Linked DNA regions of Triticum aestivum: region 1 is linked to region 2. Evidence: chromatin contacts called from public Hi-C data. All regions are on one chromosome and are shown on one strand. Each heading gives the region's core, a stretch centred on a gene start, on an enhancer-like site or on the middle of the called end of the contact. The rest is flanking DNA. Distances are from core to core; before and after follow the strand shown.

Region 1 (6,570 bases), core at 2,476-4,975, 510 kb after region 2:
TGCACGTCATGGGGTTATTCCTTGGCGCCTCACATTTCCTCCCGTTGATATGGTGCAGATATTGCGTAGGAGATTGAGGGACATGAGGGCCGGCGGTGAGCTTAAAGCTCTGTCACTATTCAATGGTCTCAGAAAGCTCTTCAAATAAACAGATGGGCTATATCTTCTGCCCCCTGAAGATTTCGGGGAGCAATGCTCGTGTGTCTCCGTCGACTTGGTAAATTCTCAATCTGTCCTCATTTTTTACCACCTTCGTCGTCGAATGCCGTATTTTTCACTGAACACCACATGATGCAGTTTCAGTTCCACCACCCAATTGCTGGTGAGCTCAGGTGTTTGCTTGCCAAAGGCATATTGCAGTATCAGGCCAAGATCTTCGGAGCTGCAACTGAATAGTACGTAGGGAAAACTTAGAAAAGGTTGATGTGAAACCAAGAATAGCTGCGAGTTGTGATTGAACAGCCCTGAGCTTGGCATACGTGTATATGTGATCTAGGGTGCTGCAGCGCATCTGTTTATCTTTTCCTACACAGAGCTCTTTTTGGGGTCGCCTGTACTCCCAAAGACGCCAGAGCATTCGTGCTTCGTGTCCAGTTCTACCGGTGCAGCTCGGTGGCGGTATTGTGTGACTGTTTAGAGCATCTCCAGCCGTTGGCCCCAGGGGGCGTCTAAAATCGCCATCTGGGGGTGAGCCAGCGCAAAAAATCGGCCTGGGGCGAGTTGGTCCCCGGCCGCCGGCCCCAGGGCCGCTCCCAGGCACGTTCAAGAAAGAAAAATATATAGCAAATTTCGGCAAAGTTCGGCGAAGTTCGGCTAAACACGACTAAATTTCGGTAAACTTGGGCATATATTAGACATGTTTGCGGATTTTCATTACATAACAAAATATATAACTAATCTACAAAAGAAACTGGTTGAACGCCGAGTAGTCGCCGTCGTCGCCGCCATCCTCACCGTCGTCGTCATCGTCGTCCTTCTACTCCTTGACGCAGGCGTCCCTGCTGGACCCCTGCCCGGCGTCGCTATGGCGACTGGTGGCGGTGGCGGCGGCGGCGGCGGCGCGTCGTCGTCGACAGCGACGATGACGACGACTCCTCCTTCGTCGTGGCCGCCCCGGCGGCGCTACGTGAAGCGCCGCAGGGCGGCGCAATGGCGCTCCCTCGCCATCTTCAAGGAGTCATGGCGTGCCCATTCCAGGACCGCATCGTCGTCTAGCTTCACGTCGCCGTGCTCCGTCTTCATGGCGGGGAGGCCCGGCTCCGTCTTTGGCTTGACGAAGCGCAGAGGAGGAGCCGACAAGGAGGCGCGCCGCCCGCCCCCGTGACGCGCCGCCCGTGAGGAATCAATGGCAAGGCTAACCGACGGCAGCCTTGCCATTGATTCCCCGCGGGAAACCTAGGCGTTGGGGAAGACGAGGGCGGTGTCACTGACGCGGCTGGCCCGCGGCTCTTTCGCGCCAAAACCGCTCGCCCCGGCGTCCCGGGCGCTCCCAGTGCGTCGGGTTTGGTTTGGGTCCGCCAGCGCTGATTTCGGCCCAGGCCGGCGAAAATCGGGCTCCTGGAGGCGCAACTGGGCCGTTTTTCCGGCGCCGGCGCGAAAAAATCGCCTGGGGAGGCCTTTCTGAGGGCGCGGCTGGAGATGCTCTTAGTTGAGAATATCAGAACACGCAACCACTACTTTCTTTAGCACACGCACAACGCTATATTTCATAATAATAATAATATTTCTAGTATATTTTTCTTATATCCAAGTCTACTCACTTGGTACACTCAAAATACACCTTTGGTACTCAAAATACACCTATGGTAATCCCTTAACTTGCAAAAACATCTTATATTGTGGGATGAAGGGAGTACAAAATTGACAATCTAAAATGGATGAAATATCAGTAATTTTCTATTTACCAATTGAAATATCAGTAATTTTCTGTTTACCAATCAAAATATCAGCAATTCCCTATCTTATCAGTCGACCTCATCATTTAGAGAATCAATTCCTTATAACATTTTCCACTAAACTGGAGATCTACTTTTCAAAAACTTTAGATATATATATATTTTTGCGACGAAACAGGGAGTTTTGTTCCAAAGTAATAGAGTCAAGGTACAGCGCAAAAAAATAGAGAGTTGAGGTCTAGAGGTGTGCTAAGGTTCCACACATTGCCTCCTCCCCATGAAAAGCCTAGGGTTCCTTTGCCTCCCGCCGCCGGTCCGCATCGTCTCAGGTGGCCTTAGGGCTATGGTGGTGCGGTGGATCCCGACTCTTGCCAGATGTTTTTTCGAGTTTTGTTAGGGTTTGTATCTTGATCAGAAAGACAAGACGACAACGACTCTCTGAAGATGGAATAATGTTTTCCCAGCCTAGCCCATGTCTTAATGGTGTGTGTAGCATCGCCAGTGGGCGTGCAGAGGTGTGTCTCTGGCGAATCTTTCCTTTGTGGATTTGCTCGGATCTAGCCGTAGTTCGTCTATGTTTGTGCGTCTTCAAGTAGGATCCTTCCGATCTATGCTATTCTTCAACAGCGACGACTGCTATTCTGGTGCGCTGGTCCTATGAGGTCTTAGCATGATGACTTCTCGACTGTCTACTAGACACTACAAATGTTTTGACTGGCTCCAGCAAGGGATGGACGATGACGGCGGCGCGCCTTCGGCTTGCTTCAGCGTTTGTAGTCGTCGCTAGATGGTCTACGGATTTGAATATAATTTTTATTATTTCTGGTGTTTAATGTACTACCATGATTAAAGATGAATAGATCAAGTTTTCCCGGAAAAAAAATGTAGAGGTAAGATTTCCTCGATACATGGGGCCTTCTACGTAACCACACAACCGTGATACTCTTAGAACGGCTATACCGAACTTAAAAAAAGAACGGCTATACCTTGCCAAACAATCTGCTATTTCATTTTGATCACAATGTAAGTCTATGGAACAAACTCCCTATCGATCATCAGGGCTTTAATCTCCAAAGCCGAATGATATAAAAAATCTCAATAGCAAACTGAAATATATTTGCTTTTTAAGAAAAAAAATAGGGTTTCATTGCCTCCCGCCGGTGTCGCCGCCGGTCTGCCTCGTGTTTGGTGGCCTTAAGGCTATGGAAGCGCGGTTGATCCCGGTCCTTCTCAGTGGGAGGGCTCCGTTTTTTATGTTTCTTCTAATTTTGTTAGGTTTTGTGTCCTATTCAAGAAGACGAAACGACGGTTCCTTGAAAATGGAATAAGATTCTGTTTCACCTAGCCCATGTTTTGATGATGCGTCTACCATCGTCGGTGGGCATGTGGAGGTGTGTCTTCGGCCGATCCGTCTTTGATGGATTTGCTTGGATCTGGTCGTCGTTCGTCTACATTTATCTGCCTTCGGGTTGGATCCTTGTCATCTACGTTACTGTTCATCAATGACAATTGCTGTTTTCGGTGCACTGGTCATATGAGGTTTTAGCACTATAACTTTTCGACTGTCTGCTATAATTTTTGCCCAGATCGAACGAGGGAGAGACGATGACAGCGGCACGCCATCGACTCGCTTCAATGCTTGCAGTCGTCGCTAGGTGGTGTATAAATTTGGATGTAATTTTTATTATTTTTGATGTTTGTTGTATTATCATAATTTAAGATGAATAGATTGAAATGAGCATGGTGGCGGCTAAGCTACAGCGATGTGTCTACTAGAAGACTGACAAGAGGTCAAAGTTCTCCAACACAGAGGCGGCTCCAACGGGGAGGCTCCGTTGACCATCCGCTACATACCCGGCCCCTGCACCTCTGACCCAGGGACCCAGGCCTACCCGTCACGCTCCACACCTGCGTTCTCGCTCGCTCGCACTAGCAGGCAGGGAGGATGGCCGGGAGCAGCGTCTCCGGCGGCGGCGGCCGCCCGCCGCTGTTCGCGACGGAGAAGCCGAAGCGGGTGCTGGCGTACCGGGTGTACGCGGGCACCATCTTCGCGGGGATCCTCCTCATATGGTTCTACAGAGCCACCCACATCCCGGCGAGGGGCAGCAGCAGCCTGGGGTGGCGGGCGGGGCTGGGGCTGCTCGTGGCCGAGATATTGTTCGGCCTCTACTGGGTCCTCACCCTCTCCGTGCGCTGGAACCCGGTCCGCCGCACCACATTCAAGGACCGCCTCTCGGAGAGGTTAGTGCCTGATCTGCGCCGCGCTTTTTTCCTTCTCTCTCGTAGAGCAGAGAGCGTTCGACGGAATGGCTAGCTGGACAAGTAGAGCTCCGACGAGAGCATTAGTTCAGGGGCTCGCCTTTAGAGGCGGCTTCCCTTCCGATTCTGAATCACACCAAGTCCAGCAACTTACATCTGTGATCCGCGAAGGCTTATTGCTGAAATAATGTGACATCGAGACTCGAGAACAAACCTTGCATTGTATTGTATGTCTGCAGCAGTGTAGTTAGCACATTCCCCGTTTTCTTTTTCAGCTGGGCTCAAGCCTGAAGTAGATACGCTTTGTCATAACTACCCAGAGTTATGGATACAGTTGAAAGATCGCACCCATGCTAGAATATGGTTCCAGAGTTGTGGATACAATTGAAACATCGCACCCATGCTAGAATATGATTCATTTACATAGATATATTTCAGCTAGGAGTCACGGCTACTGCCAAATCAGGTACTGTTATGCTCCATCAAGGACCTCAATGGCCATGGGTATTGTGATGATGCACATTCATGGCTAGTTACATGGTTCAGATAGCGCGGTATCTGCATAGCATCGTATGAACAAAAATTAGTTTGATTGTACTATCTATGTCTGTGGTGAATGACTTGTTAAAATACTGGCCACAAACAGATATGATGATGACCAGCTCCCTGGTGTGGACATATTTGTGTGTACAGCGGACCCAGCTCTTGAACCACCCATGCTTGTCATCTCCACGGTTCTGTCTGTTATGGCTTATGACTACCCGCCAGAGAAGCTAAACATCTATTTGTCTGATGATGCTGGTTCTGCTGTAACATTCTACGCTCTTCATGAGGCATCTGAGTTTGCAAAGCACTGGATTCCATTTTGCAAAAATTACAAGGTGGAGCCCAGGTCACCAGCTGCCTACTTTGCCGAAGGGGCTACCCCTCATGATGCTTGTAGCCCTCAAGAATTGCTCCGCATGAAGGTAGATCACAAACTTGTTCTGCACCTATGCAATTTAGCTTATCTCGAAAGAAATGATGTTGTGATGCAGTCTGATACAATATTTACTGGTGTAAGGGCCTGCTGGCCTTCCATTTTTGCCGTGTAAGGCTGTGAAACCAACACATTGTTTTCTTATCTGTTTTCCCCTCTTTTGTGAATTGCAGGAGTTGTACAAGGATCTGACAGATCGCGTGAACTCAGTAGTACATTCAGGCAAGATTCCCGAGGTTCCAGAATGCAACCACAGAGGCTCCTCTGAATGGAATGAGATGATAACTTCTGGAGATCACCCTTCAATAGTCCAGGTAAAAAATGGTAGTTTGGTCAGAGTCTGACTACTAGATGAAGTGCATGGTAATTGATTTTGAAATTCAAAATAATATGATAACTATGAGAAGTGTGAAAACCAACTCGTGTAGCTAATACAAAGCTGGTGAATTGGTTATAAAAGCTAACATATAAGAGTGTTGGTGAATTGAAGTGTTGTGGAAAAAATAAATATGTTTTTATGTTTATCAAGTAGTACCTATGGAGAATAATTCTAGGCAATCTGTCCACTGTTAAAACTATTCCAAAAGGAGCTTCCATGTTCGCTCTGAGAAGCTAGAAATCCCACAGTAGTGTTCGCTCTGAGAAGCTAGAAAACCCACAGTAGTCAGAGGAAAAAGAAAAAGATGTACACCGCTTATTTTAGTGGCTCTGCAGTATAGCAGTGCAAATTAATCAGTGTGCAATAGAGCAGTTATTACAATTATAAAAGTTTAACGCATCATGTTGGTGTAAAAAATACAATTGTTGTTTAGTTTTTTACTATCCAACCATGCAATTGATAGTTAATTCAGGTAGTTAAAATAAAAGGCATAGGTGCTTGTTTGGCTGAATGTAATTCAACCTGATGTAAGACGAGCCTGACATGGTTGATATTCATCCAGTGAAGAATCTACCTTCAAAGAAAACTGTAATAGCAGAGTAGAATTTATATTTCTTATCTGCATAATTTTGGTGATCCCGTCTAATCAAATGGTTCTCCATTGCTAGATTCTAATTGATAGAAACAAACGGAAGGCAGTTGATGTAGATGGAAATGCATTGCCAAAACTTGTGTATATGTCACGCGAGAAGAGACCTCAGGAACAACATCACTTCAAAGCTGGATCATTAAATGCTTTGGTAGGTGTCCTCTCTTGGTATAGTCAATGATTTTCTAGAATTACCATTTAGAATCAACCTTCATTGTGTTTATATACCTTAATAAGGTCAATTGTGCAGATAAGGGTATCTTCGGTGATAAGCAACAGCTCAGTCATTCTGAATGTTGATTGTGATATGTACTCCAACAACTCTGAGTCCATTAGAGATGCATTGTGCTTCTTCCTAGATGAAGAGCAAGGTCAAGATATCGGTTTTGTGCAGTACCCTCAGAACTTT
Region 2 (7,192 bases), core at 3,424-5,923:
AAAGCCAGCCTAACAGAACAACCCAACAGCTCCGGCGATCTTCCAAGTCAATCTCACTCCAAAACAAGACCAAAAACCTGCTCTCGGAAAGCGGCAGCACGAGCAGGCCAAGAAACCAACCACCTCACGTACGTAGGTACTGCCCACGACGACGCCACCACTAACTCGCCCCGTCCGTCCTCTCCCCCCACTCGCGGCTCGCGCCAGCTTCAATTCATCGCCACTCACCACCAGCCACCGGCCACCACCACCACCACCACCACATTCGCCCAGGCCGCTGCCTGCCCCGCAGTGGTACCCTCCCCCCCGCCCGTGTCCGCCCTCCTAAAACGAGCGTCGGCCCCGAAATAGCCCGGCACCACGAGCACCGCCCACCGGCCACTCATTGAATCCATGCTGCCCTTGTCGTCGTTAACTCCTCTGCCTCCTTGCCTTGCCCGGGAGTGAGCGAGCGAGCGAGCGAGAGCGGCATGATGAAGCTGCGGTGGTGGCGGGTCGACGCGTCGGAGGTGGCCGCCGTCACGGCCATGGGCGTCTGGGAGGCCGTCCTGGCTGGCGGCGGCCGGCGCTTCATCAAGCGCAAGGACAGCGACGCCGGCGAGACCGGTCGGTACCGTCGCCCTCTTCCTCCTCCCCCCTTTATCTGCATGCGCGGTTGCTCTTCTGTTCCGTTCGTGCCAGTTTTTTTGGTCCAGAACCAGAAGTCAGGTCAGGGAGATTCTCCAGGCCGAGGAGAACTGCTCCCGTTTTGTTGCGAAATTTCGGCAGATTTTGGTGCGGGGGAACGGCACGATAGCTGCGCCCTTTCGCGGTTTGTTGGGCGCCATTTCCCTGGGAACGGCAAGGCCGTTGCTGGCTGCTTGTTGCTCGGCATGCCCGCTCCGTTTGGATCCTTTTCCGGTGCGGGGCTCCAGGGCATCATCGCCAAAGTGTGACGCTTTCTTATCCCTTTCTTCACGTACCTCTGAAATCTTTACTTAGCAATTTCTGCTTCAGTGAGATTAGCAAGTTAATTTCATCCGTGGTGCCATTACTCTGCGTAGCTAGTTTAGTGTATTATTGTGTTCTTTAGCCCTAGCATTCCTCCCCAATGGATTCCACAAAATAGATATGATCTCACCATGGTTGGTGTCCACCATGGTGCCCCAGTATCTGCACATGCTCCTGCTGCACTCAATCTCTCACGAAATCCTGTGGAGTTGCTCTGGAAATCAACGTGTGAAAAACCTGATCCAGTTTACATCCACTGACTTAATGTCGCCCCGTCGTCATGCATACAGGTCGGGCGCTGGAGGAGCTGCGGAGCTCCCTGTACAACGAGATGCACAGCTCGGAGGGGGCCAAGCGCCAGCAGCAGCGGTTCTGCGGCCCGTCCGTCGCGCTCACCTTCAACTTCGCCGTCGCCGTTGGGATCATCGTGGCCAACAAAATGGTACGTACAATCCCCACATCATCCACCTACATATGCCGCCTTCGTTAGTCCACGTACGAGTTCGTAGCAAGATTTCATTTACTCACGGATGAATCGTCTTGTAGGTGATGGGGAGTGTCGGGTTCAAGTACCCGATCGCGCTGTCGCTGATCCACTACGCGGTCGCGCTGGTTCTCATGGCGATCCTCAAGGCGCTGTCCCTGCTGCCGGTTGCGCCGCCTTCCAAGTCGACGCCCTTCTCCTCTCTGTTCGCTCTGGGCGCCGTGATGTCTCTCTCCACCGGGCTCGCGAACGTGAGCTTGAAACACAATAGGTAAACCGGATTCTGTCTAGACTTACATATGTTCAGTGATGTTGCTCCATGTGTTTCTCAGTATCTTTGCCATTCAGTGTAGGTTTCTACCAAATGGCTAAGATTGCCGTGACTCCGACGATCGTCGCGGCGGAGTTCATGCTTTTTAAGAAGAAGGTTTCCTGTCAGAAGGTAGGTTTACCTCCATAGTTACTGATGAGCTGCACATGTCTTTCCTGTACGTTGAACACAACTGTTGTCATATTTCTTCAGAGGAAGAAAGCCCAACAAATTGTGCTCTAAATACATGTCTTGTCGTCTCTCCACCGGACTACCACTCATGCCATATGTGTGCATGTGTTTGTTTGTTGTTGATAGTGCAAACCTGTTACGCTGTCAAATTTATTCAGTTGGTTTTAACTGGAAATCCTGTTCAACATTTACAGGTTATCACACTGGCAACGGTGTCAATCGGAGTGGCTGTGGCCACAGTCACGGACCTAGAGTTCAACTTCTTCGGCGCCTGCGTAGCACTGGCATGGATCGTCCCTAGCGCGGTAAACAAGATCCTGTGGTCGAATCTGCAGCAGTCCGGAAACTGGACCGCCCTCGCGTAAGTTCCAAGCTCTGCATTTCGATCCGCGCATTGTTTTTCGGTTAAGTGACACGGATTGTTCGATCAACCAGGCTGATGTGGAAGACGACCCCCGTCACCATATTCTTCTTGCTGGCGCTGATGCCTCTGCTGGATCCGCCGGGCCTGCTGCTGTTCAACTGGAATTTCAGAAACAGCTGCGCCATTGTCATCTCTGCTCTGTTCGGCTTCCTCCTCCAGTGGTCCGGCGCTTTGGCACTTGGGTGAGACCATGGTTCCTCTCTTCACAAGAACATTCTTCCTTCTGAAATTTCATGCTGCTAATTGACTCCGTGTTGATTTGTTTGTGGCGTGCATTGCAGCGCGACCTCGGCACTGTCGCACGTGGTGCTGGGGCAGTTCAAGACCATCGTCATCATGCTCTCCGGCTACCTCATCTTCCGCTCCGACCCCGGGGTCACCAGCATCTGCGGCGCCGTCGTGGCCCTCGGCGGCATGTCCTTCTACACCTACCTGGGCCTCAAGAAGGAGACGGCGGCGCCCAGCGGCAAGAAGCCGCCGTCCAGATCGAATTCCTTCCTGGGCAAGCCCGCCGGCGATGGGGGCAGCTCGGACTACGAGGACTCCGTGTGAGTTGGGAGTTTTGCTTGGGGTGACTTTGGTGGCCGGTTGTGTTGTAAACCTCGTGGTAGACTCTCACTTCATCTGTTGTACATAGAAGAACTTTCCTTTTCCCTTTTGCTAGGTGACTTCTCAATGATTTTACACTTGAAGCTTTCTTAGTGCAGCTTTAGCTGATCCAAAAATGGTTAGAGGAGTAAATTTTTCAGTTTACTCCTCTAACTGGCACCTAGCCGGACTTGTATAATGGCTCGAGGAGAAAAAAAAAATCATACTCCTCAACACCACGGAATCCTATATTTTCTCGTCCGACCACCTTCCCGAGTAAAAATTGCCCCTTCTCCCCTCGGTCGGACCCACCCCACCCCGCGCCGCATCTACTCCGGCGCCTCACTTCTTGCTTTCGCCGCCCACCATGCGCCACCGATGTCGCTTAAATCGACAGATATACGACCCTTGTCGCCGACGCCGGATTCAACGCAGCCAGACCTCCAACGTTGTCACGTTTTGGATGGATTTGACAGGGACTGAACCGCGCAACCGCCTCAACCACTCTGTGCCGCATCTCGGTTTGTCATCCTCCTTTCGACGCTCGAATCTCACCCGACAAACTGATCAATGGCACAACCACGTCCATCTGTCGGCTGGGCTCAGCACTAGCCCAGCGGTTTGTCTGCTCATCATTGTCGGTCCTCAAGTGTGACCACTGCCCGTGTTTGGTGCTGCGTCGAGTTTTGAGCACGCCAAAACATCTCGAATGAGTGTTCTTCAAGTGCGAAAAGGACGAGATGAGTGGCTATTTTTATGTCTTTCTTCGAATTCCTCGCAGTTGGAACTTATTGTTTGCTCTAAGTTGTGTGTAGGAAGGATGCAAATTTTTGTATTGGAAAGAAGGGTACATTGATCAATTGTTAGGGAGAAAATTGCTAGATATTCGTGCACTATTTGTTATAGTTGAGACGAGAGATGACACAATGTCCAATTATGTGGAGGCGGAGAAGAACGAAATGTGCAAGCTCAAGAAGCCAACAGAGAAAAGGCAACAAAAGTATCTAATTGTTCTTGTAGTTTTCTCTGGATCAATTCTCTTAGCGAAGAATCGGTGAAGTATTTAACCATGATGTCGTTTAATAAAGTAATACAAGAGAGAAGTTTATTTCGGTGGCCCAAAATAAAATGAAATTTGATAATATTTTTTTACTCCGCTAAGTTTGGGAGGTTGGCTAGAAATGACCAAAATTTAAAAGAGTAAAAATACATGAAATTTTTTCTTGAATTGTGCAAACTTTCTTTTACATTTTATAAAAATAATTTTTGAATATCACGAACAGTTGTTTGAAACACGTGAGCATTTTTAAATGCATTTTTTAAATTACATTAACATTTTTCTAAAAGTTGCGTTAACATTTTTTTACACTGTATGTACATTTTTTTAACTGCATGATTTTTTAATAAATTTCACTAACGCATTTTATATTTCACGAACATTTCTTTTACAACATGCGCGTTTTTTACACTAGAGATATATGTATAGAGAAAAAGAAAATAAAGTGTCGCCATCCAGAAGGAGACGCGCGGCTCTCTGGTCGTGTCCATCGCGCCGTAGAAAGATGGGCCCTTTGAAAAGCCTGTCTGACCGGCCTGTTATCTCAAGCCTGCCTAACCGGGGCAGCGCCCACGACCAGGCCCGTGTTAAAACCAGCGTGTCTTCTCTCGCTTAGGGTTTTAGGTTTTCGCCAGCCACCCCCTACCGTCCCTCCCGTCCCTCCCGTTCCCCCCACCCCATGGCCCGGAAGGTCGCGCAGCGCAGGCCGGCGGCGCCTCCCGCACCGCCCGCGGCCAAGAAGGTGGTCAAGGTTCCCTCGAGGGCGGCCAAGAGCGCGGCGCCGAAGAAGCAGAAGCTTCCCGAGCCCTCCTCCGACGACGACTCCGAGGCGGAGCAGCAGCCGCTCCACGAGGAGGAGGAGGAGGATTCAGACGTCGACGCCCCCTCCGACTCCGACGCCGATGAGCTCTCTGGCTCGGACGCCGGTAGCAGCGAGGAAGAGGAGGACGACGAGGAGGAGGAGGAGGAGGACGACGACGACGAAGAAGAAGAGGACGACGACCCCCTCGCCGGCGACTTCCTTGCCGGCAGTGACGACGACAGTGGTAACTCTTCGATTGCTTGACGAGTAGAAGCGTACTAGTATTGAGTGGAATTAGCTTCAGCAGCTTCAGTTTTCTCCATCAAGCCATCCCATTGTAGAGTTCATGGCCGCTAGTTCAGTGCACGGCTATGCAAATCAGTGCTGTGTTTTCTATCCAGGGAATCGAAATTGATGGGCTTTGTTGTGTTTCTTAGACGAGGGGGGCGACTCTGGAGAGGAATCAGATGGGTCTGATGACCTCGAGGCAAAGTCAGCAGCTCTTGATCGACAGAAGGAGCAGATTGAAGAAGATGCAGCTGCGGACCTTGCACTCAACATAAGATCAGAATCTGATGAATTCCGGTTGCCCACCAAGGAGGTTGCTTTTCCTTCTTCTGTTCACATTTTTTCTTTCTCAGTATTGTTTATGTGCTGCACATTGTAGGCTGCATGGACTTACCATGGTTTATAATTTAAAATCTGCAGGAGTTGGAAGAAGAGGCACTTGGACCACCTAACCTTCCAAATCTTAAAAGGAGGATCTCGGAAAGTAAGTTTATCCAATATCTTGTACTCCCTCCGTAAAGAAATACAAGTACAGAGGGAGTATTTATTAAAGTTCAGAAACCTTCAAAGATAGGTAGATAGATAAAGCTGAAATGGTGTTGGCGCAAAATTGATTCATGCTTTTGTAATTGAGGTGCATTTCTTAGCTCGTATAAAATTGCAAAGTCAGATTGTAACAAGAGGAGTGCATAGAGACCATATGCAATCTACTGATTTTCTATTTTTTTCCCTTAGCAGATTGCTATGATCAGGAATACCATTCAGTATACATTGAATTGATTTTCTGTGTTTGATCCACTTCAATCTATAGACCTTTCTGAGCTTGGTTTCTCTGTCTATTTGTTGGTTTCCTGTCTAGTTGTACGGGTACTCTCAAACTTTAGCAAGCTGAGGCAAGAAAATGTTGCCAGAAAAGATTATGTTGATCAGTTCAAGACGGACGTGATGGCGTACTATGGATACAATGAATTTCTCATTGAAGCATTTGTTGAGGTAAGCTGCCTATCCCAGCCAGTGATTGTCTGATATATCCGCTACCAGTATTTCTTTCAGTTTGAGTTGTGGTGATCCAGCTGTCTGATATTAGTAGTTGCAAATTGTCTGTCTGGCACGATTATTAATTTTTATAATGATTTAGCTGCTGTTGTTGTGAACATTCTGTGTGCTACATTGCAGATGTTCCCAGCTGTTGAGGTTGTTGAGCTACTTGAATCATTTGAAAAAAGACCCCCTGAGTGCTTGCGTACAAATACACTAAAGGTAATAACATATTAGCTCAATTTCTTGATGTATGTGTATGTCACCAAAGATTCTATAGCTGTTAGTCTCTAACTGTAGATTTATCACTGCTTCATTAAGTATGTCTCTCTCTTATCTTTGTGGGTTTGCAGACCCGTAGGAGGGATCTTGCTGCTGCTCTTATTCCTAGAGGGTTTAATCTGGATCCGATTGGAAAATGGTCAAAGGTTTGCTTTCTTTCAACTTATTTTCTTTTACAACTAAATAATATGGAATATTAAAGCAAGCCTTGTGGTTTGGACAATTTCAGGTAGGATTAGTTGTGTACGACTCCACTGTTTCGTCTGGCGCCACTGTTGAATATATGGCAGGACATTACATGGTATCTTCCTCTCCCCTATTATTCGTTAGATTGTTTTCCTCACTATCCATCTACCAGCAATTCATCTTATCTTTTAATACTGTGATTACAGAAACAAGGCGCGAGTTCCTTTTTGCCAGTGATGGCTCTTGCTCCACAGGAGAAGGAGCGAATAGTTGATATGGCGTAAGATTTCCCCCCACTCTCATAATCCTTTTGCAATAATTCATTTGAACTAGTTTATAACTGTGTTTGCATGTATGTAAGCCTTCATATGCTATCCTATTGTGTCACATGCTTGCTTCTGCATTTGATATTAACCTTTAACGAATTATTCATGTCAGTACTTCCAAAGATAGAAACTGATTTTCTTCTTGGTTCCAGAGCTGCCCCAGGTGGCAAGACCACATACATTGGAGCTCTGATGAAAAATACTGGTTAGTTCATTATGCCTGTT

Evidence for each region. A called contact is a pair of places that touch in the nucleus more often than the background predicts.
Region 1: a Hi-C map of leaf shows a contact between it and region 2, with 5 times the contacts expected there. The contact joins the promoter of LOC123128251 here to the promoter of LOC123128246 in region 2. A contact is called at or near these places in 4 of 5 Hi-C or Micro-C datasets (leaf and an unstated tissue).

What each region holds. Positions count from the first base shown.
Region 1 is chr6A:521,543,032-521,549,601 of IWGSC CS RefSeq v2.1, forward strand. It overlaps LOC123128251 (cellulose synthase-like protein E2), which reads left to right and starts at 3,726. Exons shown (of 9, transcript XM_044548214.1): 1 at 3,726-4,136; 2 at 4,801-5,122; 3 at 5,307-5,447; 4 at 6,181-6,312; 5 at 6,412-6,570. The coding sequence starts at 3,841. LOC123128250 (ribulose-1,5 bisphosphate carboxylase/oxygenase large subunit N-methyltransferase, chloroplastic) reads left to right here. Exons shown (of 13, transcript XM_044548211.1): 12 at 59-217; 13 at 298-571. The coding sequence ends at 148.
Region 2 is chr6A:521,032,422-521,039,613 of IWGSC CS RefSeq v2.1, forward strand. It overlaps LOC123128246 (26S rRNA (cytosine-C(5))-methyltransferase NOP2B), which reads left to right and starts at 4,674. Exons shown (of 17, transcript XM_044548207.1): 1 at 4,674-5,091; 2 at 5,285-5,448; 3 at 5,556-5,619; 4 at 5,995-6,128; 5 at 6,312-6,395; 6 at 6,527-6,601; 7 at 6,685-6,756; 8 at 6,848-6,921; 9 at 7,120-7,172. The coding sequence starts at 4,725. It overlaps LOC123128249 (nucleotide-sugar uncharacterized transporter 2), which reads left to right and starts at 99. Exons shown (of 7, transcript XM_044548209.1): 1 at 99-606; 2 at 1,281-1,432; 3 at 1,537-1,745; 4 at 1,823-1,916; 5 at 2,171-2,337; 6 at 2,412-2,582; 7 at 2,682-3,125. The coding sequence starts at 471. The coding sequence ends at 2,952.